Regions from separate parts of the Muntiacus reevesi genome. Here region 1 is linked to region 2. A link is a contact called in public Hi-C data. All regions are on one chromosome and are shown on one strand. The core of a region is the stretch at or near the end of the contact, and the rest is flanking DNA. Distances in the headings are between cores, read along the strand shown.

What was found. A called contact is a pair of places that touch in the nucleus more often than the background predicts.
Region 1: a Hi-C map of blood shows a contact between it and region 2, with 4 times the contacts expected there. The contact joins the promoter of NPAT here to the promoter of DDX10 in region 2. A contact is called at or near these places in 2 of 3 Hi-C or Micro-C datasets (blood and muscle).

The regions. Positions count from the first base shown.
Region 1 is chr9:73,417,928-73,423,094 of mMunRee1.1, reverse strand. NPAT (nuclear protein, coactivator of histone transcription) reads right to left here and starts at 1,988. Exons shown (of 18, transcript XM_065943955.1): 1 at 1,847-1,988. The coding sequence starts at 1,883.
Region 2 is chr9:72,955,672-72,961,220 of mMunRee1.1, reverse strand. It overlaps DDX10 (DEAD-box helicase 10), which reads left to right and starts at 2,392. Exons shown (of 18, transcript XM_065946144.1): 1 at 2,392-2,683. The coding sequence starts at 2,498.

The DNA of each region.
Region 1 (5,167 bases), core at 739-3,238, 460 kb before region 2:
CGTGGTGACATGATAATGCTAAATGAAAAAAGCAAAAGTGGTGAGATTTGCTTTTTTTGGTAGTATATACTCTTTTGTACAACTTGAAATTTTTGGTAAGTGAACAACTCTTTCAACTATTAGAACTGGAGGTGTAGTGTTAATGCTTTAGGCAGATTTTTGTAACCATAAATAAGATGAATTGCAAGACTATATGAGAAACTATGAAAATAGTCCAAAGGAGAAATAGGATGCATACTGTTAGTACTGGTGGCAATAAAAATGGAATGTGAATGACAAATAAGAATTTTAGGATAAGAAACAATGACTGCCTCCAACTAATAAAAAAAAAAAAAAGAAACAATGACTGTAATTTTTACCAGTTTTTAAAGAAGGAGGAAGTCTAGGAGAATATTCACAAGTTTGTTTAAAGTATTACAGTTAGAAAATCATACTGCTTTCTTAAGACCAGTGGTCCTTGCCCTCCAGGAAATATACTGGCAATATCTGGACACTTACTTTATTCTGACAATTGGGTGAAGGCAGGAACTGGGTCCCTGCTGGCATCTAATGGATAGAAGCCAGGGATGCTGCTAAACATCCCACAAAGCAAACAGGACAGCTACCATAATAAAGTATGTCAGTATTATTGTGAATTTTGTGAGTCTACTCCGGATCTGTTTACAAATAAGCCTAATTAATATAACAATTACAAGATAGACAGCTTTCTTCTTAGATGTAGGTTAACTGTTAATATTCAGCTCTGATAAAGTGTGCAAAAGATTAACCAAACATTAACAAAATATTAGTTTAAATTTAAGTGATTATTTTCTCCAAAAACAGATGGTAGAACCATTACCCTCTAAAGTTTCCTGCAAAATGTGCTTGTCAAGAGTCTGTGCATGAAAACTTTTTTCTTTTTTTGGACAGGGCCGAATACTTTAAAAAGGGAATAAGAAATGGATTTTTCTGACAGTAAAATAATGTTAGTAACGGCCTTTAGATACCAAGGCAAGTTTTAGAACAGATGTTTACCATTTAACCACTCACATATGATGTCTGTAAATCTGGCTCCGGTTTTGAGTTTTATGTGGCTCTCATTCCCAGCAATACAATACTCTTTATTCTTTCAGGGAACAAACAACAAAACCCGTTTCCTGCACAGACAATACACCCTGACAACTGGCAGTGTCACTCTTCAAACTGAGGAAAAACTAGGACTAGAAAACGTTCCACTGGAAGGCATTTCCAGTGAAAAGTCTTGCTAATTAAAAAAAAAAAAAAAGAATTGCTGATGTCTTAAAAGTATGCAATTGGCGTTTCAAACCTCTACATTCTACGACTTCTTGCAGGAGGCTGGGGGATAGAGGCAGGATCACTTCATTCGTTCCAAATTCGTAGCGCTAAAGGCAAGTTATGAGAAGGCCGTCAGAAAGGTCCTTCGCTAAAGCTGGGTGGCTGGGGAAGTCTTTTATTTTTCCTAATTCGGCCCCAGCTCTGACACGGGAAAGTGAGCCCAAGGTTGAAGAACACGCAGTCCATCCATCACGTAGGCAACTCCCCTGCAGGATTCTAATTGAGTGTGCAGGCCTGACTTTCCCTCCAAATCCGGGCCTCAGGTGTTCCACCCGGAGTTTCTCTTCAGCCGCCCCTCGCCACAGAGTCTCGGAAGAGTGGAGCATTCACACATAAAGAAACTTAAACCGCCCGAGCCTCCCACTGAAGAAGATTCACCGCCAGTCTGAACTTGCAGGTGGGGAGGCAAAGCCCCAAAGCTTTCCCACCCTGGGAAAAACCTCTGGCTCCAAAGGTCCTTCCGTCCGGCTTAGCCTGATCCAGTACCCCTCCCTCCCGCGCCGGCGCTTACCCAATACCAGCCGGGCTACGTCCGAAGGTAACAGCATGATCGAAGCCGCAGAAGGAACCGTAGTGAGAGACGAGACTCGGATAAAAACCAACACAGCGACAGCCCCTGCGCCGCATCTCCCGGTTCCAGTGGCGGCACTGAACCCGCGACAACTTGTCCCGCCTCTTTCGCTCCACGCCAGCCAATCGCTTCCGCCGGAGAAAGAAAGGCGCCGAAAAGAAACCCGCCTCCGTTCTACTTGGAGCTGTCGTCACATCCGCCCTCACATTTGGATAGGGGCGGGGCGGGAAGGCGGGAGGGGAGAGGCAGAGCCGGCGCTAGAGGGCGAGCGGCAGACGCAGGGCCGCTCGCCATTGGCTGACAGGGCGCACGCGCGTTTCCCTCAGCCGGGCCCTGTGTTTGGGGAGGCGGGTCTTGGGAGTGCAGAGCGTGCGTGTTGGGACAGCGTGGGCAAACGGTGCCCCGGCGCTAGTTCGCCTTAGTGCTTCCTTTGGGTAAAAGTACGCTGCGCTATCACTCCAGGTTTGATCCGGAAGCCGGAATAGTGCTGGGACAGCCTGCTCGGGCTTTTCGGGAGGCGGGTTGAGCGGGCTTCTAGGCTGCGGACATCACCGCTTACACAGATTCCACTTCGGCAAAGTCCAACGGTAGGGCCGCGGAAGAAGCTCAGTGGCTTCAGCGTTGGGGAATTCAGTCCTAGCTGAGCCGTTCAGCCCCTGCCTCCAGACGCACGCCTACAGAGCGGCCCTTTCCCCTTCTCTTTACCTCATTTAGCCTAGCCCCCTGTCCTTATGGCTTTCTTCTGCCCACCCATCGTGCTCCTGGCGTATTTAGTCTTCAGCCTTCTTGCTCATCCCCTTCCGGAGTTCAGATGTAACTGGATGGCTTGACTAATCATCTTTTTCTCTCCTCTCATAATTAGCAGTTTTAATCAGCGAGCAATTTGTAGAGGCTTAAACTGTAGTCTCCTGAGTAACGGCTTGGGCTTTGGAATCACTCTCCAGTTCAAAATTGTGACTGTCGGCTGACTGTGTACTATCTAGCCTGTGGTAATTCTATCCTGTGGTAAGTGTCGTGGTCTGTGTGGGGGTTGGAAAAGAATTTCCAGGCATGAGGCAGAATTAGAGGAGAATAAAATTTATTAGAGTGAGAGCTGCTGTTAAAACAGCTGGCCATTTCAGGGGAGAGCCAAACGCTTTTGCAGGCTTGCAGCCAGTTTCCATAACCTTAAGACAGAAACTTCCTACTGGAATGGTGGCATTAGGTGATTGGTAAGGATGCTCTTGGGTGGATAGTAGGGTGGGTATCTTACATATTAGGGGTTAGGGTACTGACTGGTTTAGATCCCGAGGGTCATAGCAACAGTTGCTATGGGGCTTAGTCAGTTCCAGGGATTTTTATCCTGTGACCTTGGTATAGGGCTCCACATTCCGCCCTTTTTTAATTTATGGGCCAAACTTTGGCCCCTTAACACCCTGCTCATGACTGCCTGTCTGCCTACCTTATCCTTGTCTTGGGCCTGGGGACCCAAGTCACTAAGGAGTGGGGCTTCTTCAAGCTGGGCAGGGACATTGTGGGGTCCTGAGTCCCAGTGCCCACTTTCTGCCAGGGTGCATTTACAGAGGGAAATGAGAGTCCACAAAATGATAAGGCAGCTTGTTCAGCGTTGTCTGGGTGTTGGCTGGGGGATATTCTAGTTGTATTACTATTTGGAGATTTATTTGTTGTATTCTAGAAGAAACAAACTTAAGAAGAAAATTAAAGAAACATGGCCCAAAGTTTAATAGAAGTAGAAAAACTGCTGAGGGGCTCACCAGGAGAACCAAGACCAGACACTGGTCCGTAACATTAGTGTTTCTCTAGGAAGATGCAGGAATTTGGGCTCATAAAAATCCTGACCTGAAAACATCTCTCTGAAGGCCTGTTCTTCCAGTTTTTCCCAGAACAGAGTGCCTTAATTCTGATCTCTACCCTGAACTTTTAGGGGCTGTTGTTGAAGGTCAGCAGCTTGCAGTCGTCATGATTTAATTTTTGTAGAGGCAGCTGGCAATTACCAATGTTCAGTCAGCAGGGCCCCTTCGTAGCCGCATTTTTGATCATACGTTGGAGGCATTTCGTGGCCACTGTGTCCCACGATGCTGGGAAGACTCATTCCCAAGTCTAGTGAAGATTCCACTGATAGGTCACTCAGTGTGCTGGTACTAGACCAGGTCTTGTGAGTAGCAAAAGTCTCTGGACCATCCATGTTTTACTAGCCTCTTGGTCCAGGAAATTACTCCCTCCTGTTACTTCTTCCCGTGTCTAGAGTTACGTTATTAAAATAGTTGATCTCATATGGAACTGCATATCAGCGTTTTATCATAGCCTTAGTCATTCATTTGGTAACATAAGAAACAAGTTTCTGAAACAGTTGACATAGAATATAATATAGCTAGCAGTTGTTAGTAAGTTCATAAGTAAGAATTTAAGTCAAGAACTTGCATAAAGTATAGCATGGTATGTGCCAAGGTCATCTGACTTAGTTGTTAAATGACTCTAGCTTGGTGTCAATCTAATTAAACCTTTTAGCAATATAACAATTATCTTAGAAGTGAGTCTTAGTAAATAGACCTTAATTAACAAAGCTAGAACTTAATATTCAGTGAAGCATAGTGTTGTGTTTTTTTTTTTCCCTTTGTGAGGGCATTAATTCTGTAGCCAGAGAAGGCTTTAATCCATCAAATAAAAATGAGGTTTGTCAGGGAGCTGGGAAAATCCAAGTGGCCATCTTGGATTTACCTTAGCCCTGACTCTGGTTAGCAGTTATTCACCCATTTTTAATTCCCCAATTTAGGAGTAGACTGAGTTCAGTTCAGTTGCTCAGTCATGTCTGACTCTTTGCGTAGACTCTTTGAGTGGAGTGGTACACTCAAAGGGTGGATTTGAGTGGACCATACTTTGAGTGGACTATTGCCATGTTTTAAATTGACAGGTTAATTTTTGTATATGTAGAATGAGCTTTGTCTACATCTACCATAATTTTTATAGATCATGGTGAAATAATGCTTATTTATTTTAACAAAGTAACAAAAGATTTTAGAAACATATAAATCACTTAAAGGCAAAGAAATTCACAATCTGTGATCAAAAGCTGTATTTTTTTCCTAGTAATCATGCTTTTATTTTTTTCATTTATCTTTATTTGTTGGAGGCTAATTACTTTACAATATTGTAGTGGTTTTTGCCATACATTGACATGAATCAGCCATGGATTTACATGTGTTCCCCATCCCGATGCCCCCTCCCGCCTCCCTCCCTATCCCATCCCTCTGGGTCTTCCCA
Region 2 (5,549 bases), core at 1,143-3,642:
TTGATTTCCTTTTTAGTAAAAAGTTGACATATAATTGAATTGATTTACCATAAATTGTTTGCTATTTTTACATGATAAGAGGACTTAGATGGAATCATCTTTTAGATTCCTAGACCAAGTTATTCAGCTGTTGTGGGACTCTCTTGAAATTAAACAATATTTAATTTCAGTAACAATGTAAAGAAGCAGTTATATTATAGACAGTAGAAAAACTTAAACAAAGAACTACTATTAAAGAGACTCTGTGCCTGGAAAAAAATCAACTGGTAGCAGTTAACTCTGAAACATATTTTAGTAAAACTATCAAGTTTTTAAAATTGAAGTATCATTGATGTACAATATTATATAAATTAAAGGTGTACAATATAACAAGTCACAATTTTAAAGGTTATACTCCATTTATAGTTATTATAGAATATTGGCTATATTTCCTATATTGTACTTGTGGCTTATTTTAAGCCTAAATGGTTGGTACCTCTTAATCACCTACCCCTATTTTGCCCCTCCTCAATTCCTTCTCCCAACTGGTAACCACTGGTTTGTTCTCTATATCTGTGAGCCTCCTTCTTTTTTGTTTTATTCACTAGTTTGTTGTGCTTTTTAGAGTCCACATATAAGTTATGTCATACAATAGTTGTCTTTCTCTCTCTGATTATTTCACTTGGCTTAATGTGCTCCAAGTCCATCCATGTTGCTGCAAATGGCAAAATTTCATTCTTTCTTTATGGGTGAGTAATATTCCATTGGATATGGATGGGATATACATTGTATATGTATATTCCATCATATACACATATGTGTGTATGTATATATATGTATATGTATATATGTACACTACCACTTGTTTATTCACTCATCTCTTGACAGATATTTAGGTTGCTGCCATATCTTGACAACTGTGAATGATGCTGCTATGAACATTGGGGTGCATGTATCTTTTTGAACTAATGTTTTTTCTTTTTTCCAGATACATACCCAGAAGTGGAATTGCTGGGTCCTATGATAGTTCCATTTTTAGTTTTTAGAGAAACTTCCATAATGTTTCCCAGCTGCACCAATTTACATTCCCATCAACACTGTATGAGGGTTCCCTTTTTCTTACATTCTTGCCAACATTTGTTATTTGTTAAACCTCAGATTTGTTTAAAAAAAGGAGGGGGGAAATCCTCTGATTCTGCAGTCAAAATAAGATCCCCAAAGTACATATTTTATAACAATAATTTAGCAATTAGATGATTATGTAACAGTATATGTTTCCTTGTTCTCATAAAATGTCATTAGGCAAAAACAGTCAATGTTGAAATTTAGCAGTTATTTGGGGTATATATTCTCTCAAACTTTTACACATTTGAGATAGAATACAAAGCTCTTAAGCTTTTTATTGCAATGAAGACCCAACACAGCCAAATAAATACATATTAAAGAATAAAAACAAAAAGCAGCACAGATGGAAGTTTTGGAAACTTTTTTAAAAATAGAAACTTCCTAAAACAGTGAAAACTTACTAGATTCTGTTTATTGTATCTTGAAGGAATTTGTTCTTATTAAAAACTATCAATGAATGAAAAAAATGCAAACGGGTGCAAAGATTGGTATTTATCACGTTTCAAGAAATGATAAAGAGAATGAAAATGTATGTCAGCAAAATGTTAAACATTCAAAATTGAAGTTGGATTTCAAAGGCATACATGCAACTATTAGTGCTATGGAATAAAGACAATGTGCGTGCTCGCTCGTTCAGTCGTGTCGGACTCTGCGACCCCAGGGACTGTAGCCCGCCAAGCTCCTCTGCCTATGGGATTTTTCAGGCAAGAATTCTGGAGTGGGCTGCCTTTTCTACTCCAGGGGACCTTTCCGACCCAGGGAATGAACTTGCATCTCCTAGGTTTATTCTTTACCACTGAGCCATCTGGGAATCCCCATTGACTCTGTACTTAGAGGGTAAAATATTTAAAAACAACAATAATTAACACAACAGCAAATCATTCCACTCCTTGGGCTGAAACGTGCAAAACGAGGATCACAATTCTAATTCACCGATTTTGTGTGTGTGTATACTGGGGGTTGGGCGGTGCGTGTCAGCCTGCGGTTTGCCAAGGAAAAGACAGGGCAAAGTAACAGGCTTTTAAATGTTAAGTTATATGACGTCACCATAGTAACAGCAAGCTGGGCTCGTGCGCCTATTTAAAGCGACGGCGTGCTTTAGGAGCCACTCAGCCCCGCCCTCTTCCTCAGATTGCCCCGCCTCCACTTCCACCCGAGACTGATTCGCTCCGCCCCGCGAATTCCAAGTCGCCAATCACCATCCAGTTTTCCCTGGTCGTGGACCGCGCGTGCCCCGGTTTTAAAAGCCCGGGGGCGGGCTCCTGGTTTCGCGCCTGCGTAGTCGTCCTCTCTCCCCACGCTGGTTCCGCGTCCTCTCAGTGCGTTATCTCCGCGCTTGGCCAGAGGGGTCTCGAGTCTCACCGAGGTGTGGGTTGTCGCCACCGCCGCCGCGATGGGAAAAACAGCGGACCCTCGGGCTACGGGAGCCCGGCCCGACCCGGTGCGGAGCTTCAATCGTTGGAAGAAGAAACACAGCCACAAGCAGAGCCAAAAGAAGCAGATGAGGAAACAGCAGAAGAAACCCGAGTGGCAGGTCGAGCGCGAGGTTATCAGCCGCCTCATGGAGAATTACGAGAAGGTAAGGCCGGCGCCGGGGAGGGGGCGCGGGGCCGCGTGTCCCTGCCGCACTGGGCCGCACGGGCGAGCGGGCCGACCGGGCACTGGGACCTTGCCTGGGGAGCAGGAGAAGGGGGTGGGATGAGAGGTGCCCCCGGGGACCCTGTTGAGGCCACAGGTGGTCTTCTGGGTGCCAAGCCCAGGCCTCCTGACCGACCAGGCCGCCCTCTGGCTCACTACAGCGGTTTTATGAAATGGGGAAAATGTAGTAGTGCTTAAACATAGGGAGATTAATTGCTGTAATAGTAATCAGTTCAGTTCAGTCACTCAGTCGTGTCCGACTCTTTGCGACCCCAGGGACTACTGCAGCACGCTAGGCCTCCCTGTCCATCACCAACTCCCAGAGTTTATTCAAACTCATGGCCGTTGAGTCGGTGATGCCATCCAACCATCTCATGCTCTGTCGTCCCCTTCTCTTCCTGCCTTCAGTCTTTCCCAGCATCAGGGTCTTTTCAGATGAGTCAGTTCTTCGCATCAGGTGGCCAAAGTATTGGAGTTTCAGCTTCAACATCAGTCCTTCCAATGAATATTCAGGATTGATTTCCTTTAGGATGGACTGGTTGGGTCTCCTCGCAGTCCAAGGGACTCTGAAGAATCTTCTCCAACCCCACAGTTCAAAAGCATCAATTCTTCGTGCTCAACTTTCTTTATAGTCCAACTCTCACATCCATACATGACTACTGGAAAAACCATAGCTTTGACTGGACGGACCTTTGTTGGTAAAGTAATGTCTCTGCTTTTTAACATACTGTCTAGGGTGGTCATGACTTTCCTTCCAAGGAGTAAGCGTCTTTTAATTTCATGACTGCAGTCACCATCTGCAGTGGTTTTGCAATGTTCATAAAAATAATACAACCTAATGGTATATAATGACACATTGTAAGCCACTCACCATGTGGTTTACATTAATTATTTGACTTGATCTGAGGTATTGGGTCTTATTTCCCTTTTACAGATGAGAACCTTGAGGATCCAGGAGAATAAGAAACTTGTCTTTAGCTCTCACATGTAGTAAGTGGTGTGGCATTGGAACCCAGACTCATGTTTCTCTGATTCCAAAGCCTTTGCTTTTAACCATTATGCTAGAATTGTGTCTCTGAATGTCGCCCATCCTTCCTACACTTATTTCATTTTCTCAACTGAAGGACAACAACTTGTTTCATGTCCCCATCCGAGAATTGCCGTAGAAAAGCTGGATTCCTGGTCTGTTTCTGATACTTCACCATCCTCCAATGTAGTTGATGTTCCCAGATGAGCATCCCTGTAGTTATCATTTTGACTTCTTGACTTCTCTTACCTGCTCAGGCTCCTTGGGGCTGCCACTACCCTTTCTTTTCCTTCCCCATAAATTCTATGTCTGTTGACCTTCACCCACCTCACTCAGCCTTTCAGTGATTGCTTCTTTTTAGTGCAGTGTAATCAGGGATTTAAAATATGGGACATATCTGGAATTAAAGTCATCATGTGTCATACTGGTATAGCTTTTCTTTAAATAACCCTTAGATCAAAAGTAAGGTTAGATAAAGCTTAGAGTTTGTTTTGGGCTTGTGTATATATATATATATATATATATATATATATATATATACACACACACATATATATACATATATATATTTTTGGGTGTGTGATTGGGGGTTTTAAGTTATCATGGTGATTTGGTTCTGGCTTTTGCTCACCTGTGGGGTTGCAGAGTCGGACACTACTGAACATGCATGTGCAACTCACCTTGGCTCACCTCATGAGTGACTTTGGGCAAGTTACTCTGCTTCTCTTTTCTTGTCTTTAAAAGGAATAATAGTATCTACCTTTGTTAGTTATGGGTATTCTTGTTATTCAGTCTCTAAGTCGTGTCTGACTCTTTGTGATCCTGTGGACTGTAGCCCACCAGGCTTCTTTGTCTATGGGATTCTCTAGGCAAGAATACTGGAGTGGGTTGCCATGCACTCCTCCAGGGGATCTTTCCAGGTCAAACCCAGGTCTCCCACATTGCAGGCAGATTCTTTACCATCTGAGCCACCTTGGAAGCTCACTATCATTTGGAGTTTCCTCAAATTCATGTCCATTGAGTTGGTAATGCTATCTAACCATCGTCGTCTGCCTCTCGCTTCTCCTTTACCTTCAATTTTCCCAACATCAGGGGCTTTTTCAATGAGTCAGCTCTTCACATCAGGTGGCCAAAGTATTGGAGCTTCAGCATCAGTCCTTCCAGTGAATATTTAGGGTTGACTGCCGTTAGGGCTGACTGGTTTGATCTCCTTGCTGTCCAGGGGACTCTCAAGAGTCTTCTCCAGCACCACAATTCGAAAGCATCAATTCTTTGGTGCTCAACCTTCTTTATGGTCCAACTTTCACATCCGTACATGATACTGGAAAAACTATAGCTTTGACTAGACGGACCGTTGTTGGCAAAGTGGTGTCTCTGCTTTTTAATGTACTGTCTAGGTTGGTCATAGCTTTCCTTCCAAGGAGCAAGTGTCTTTTAAATTCATGATTACAGTCACCGTCCATAGTGATTTTGGAGCCCAAGAAAATAAAATCTGTCACTGTTTTCACTTTGTCTCCTCCTTCATGTGTGCCATGAAGTGATGGTGCTGAATGCCATGATCTTAGTTTTTTGAATGTTGAGTTTTAAGTTGGCTTTTCCACTCTCCTTTTTCACCCTCATCAGGAGGCTCTTTAGTTCCTCTTTATTTTCTACCATTAGAGTGGTATTATCTACATATCTGAGGTTGTTATTTCTCCTGGCAATCTTGATTCCAGCTTGGGATTCATCTAGCCTGGCATTTCGTGTGATGTACTCTGCATATAAGAAATAGGCAGGGTAA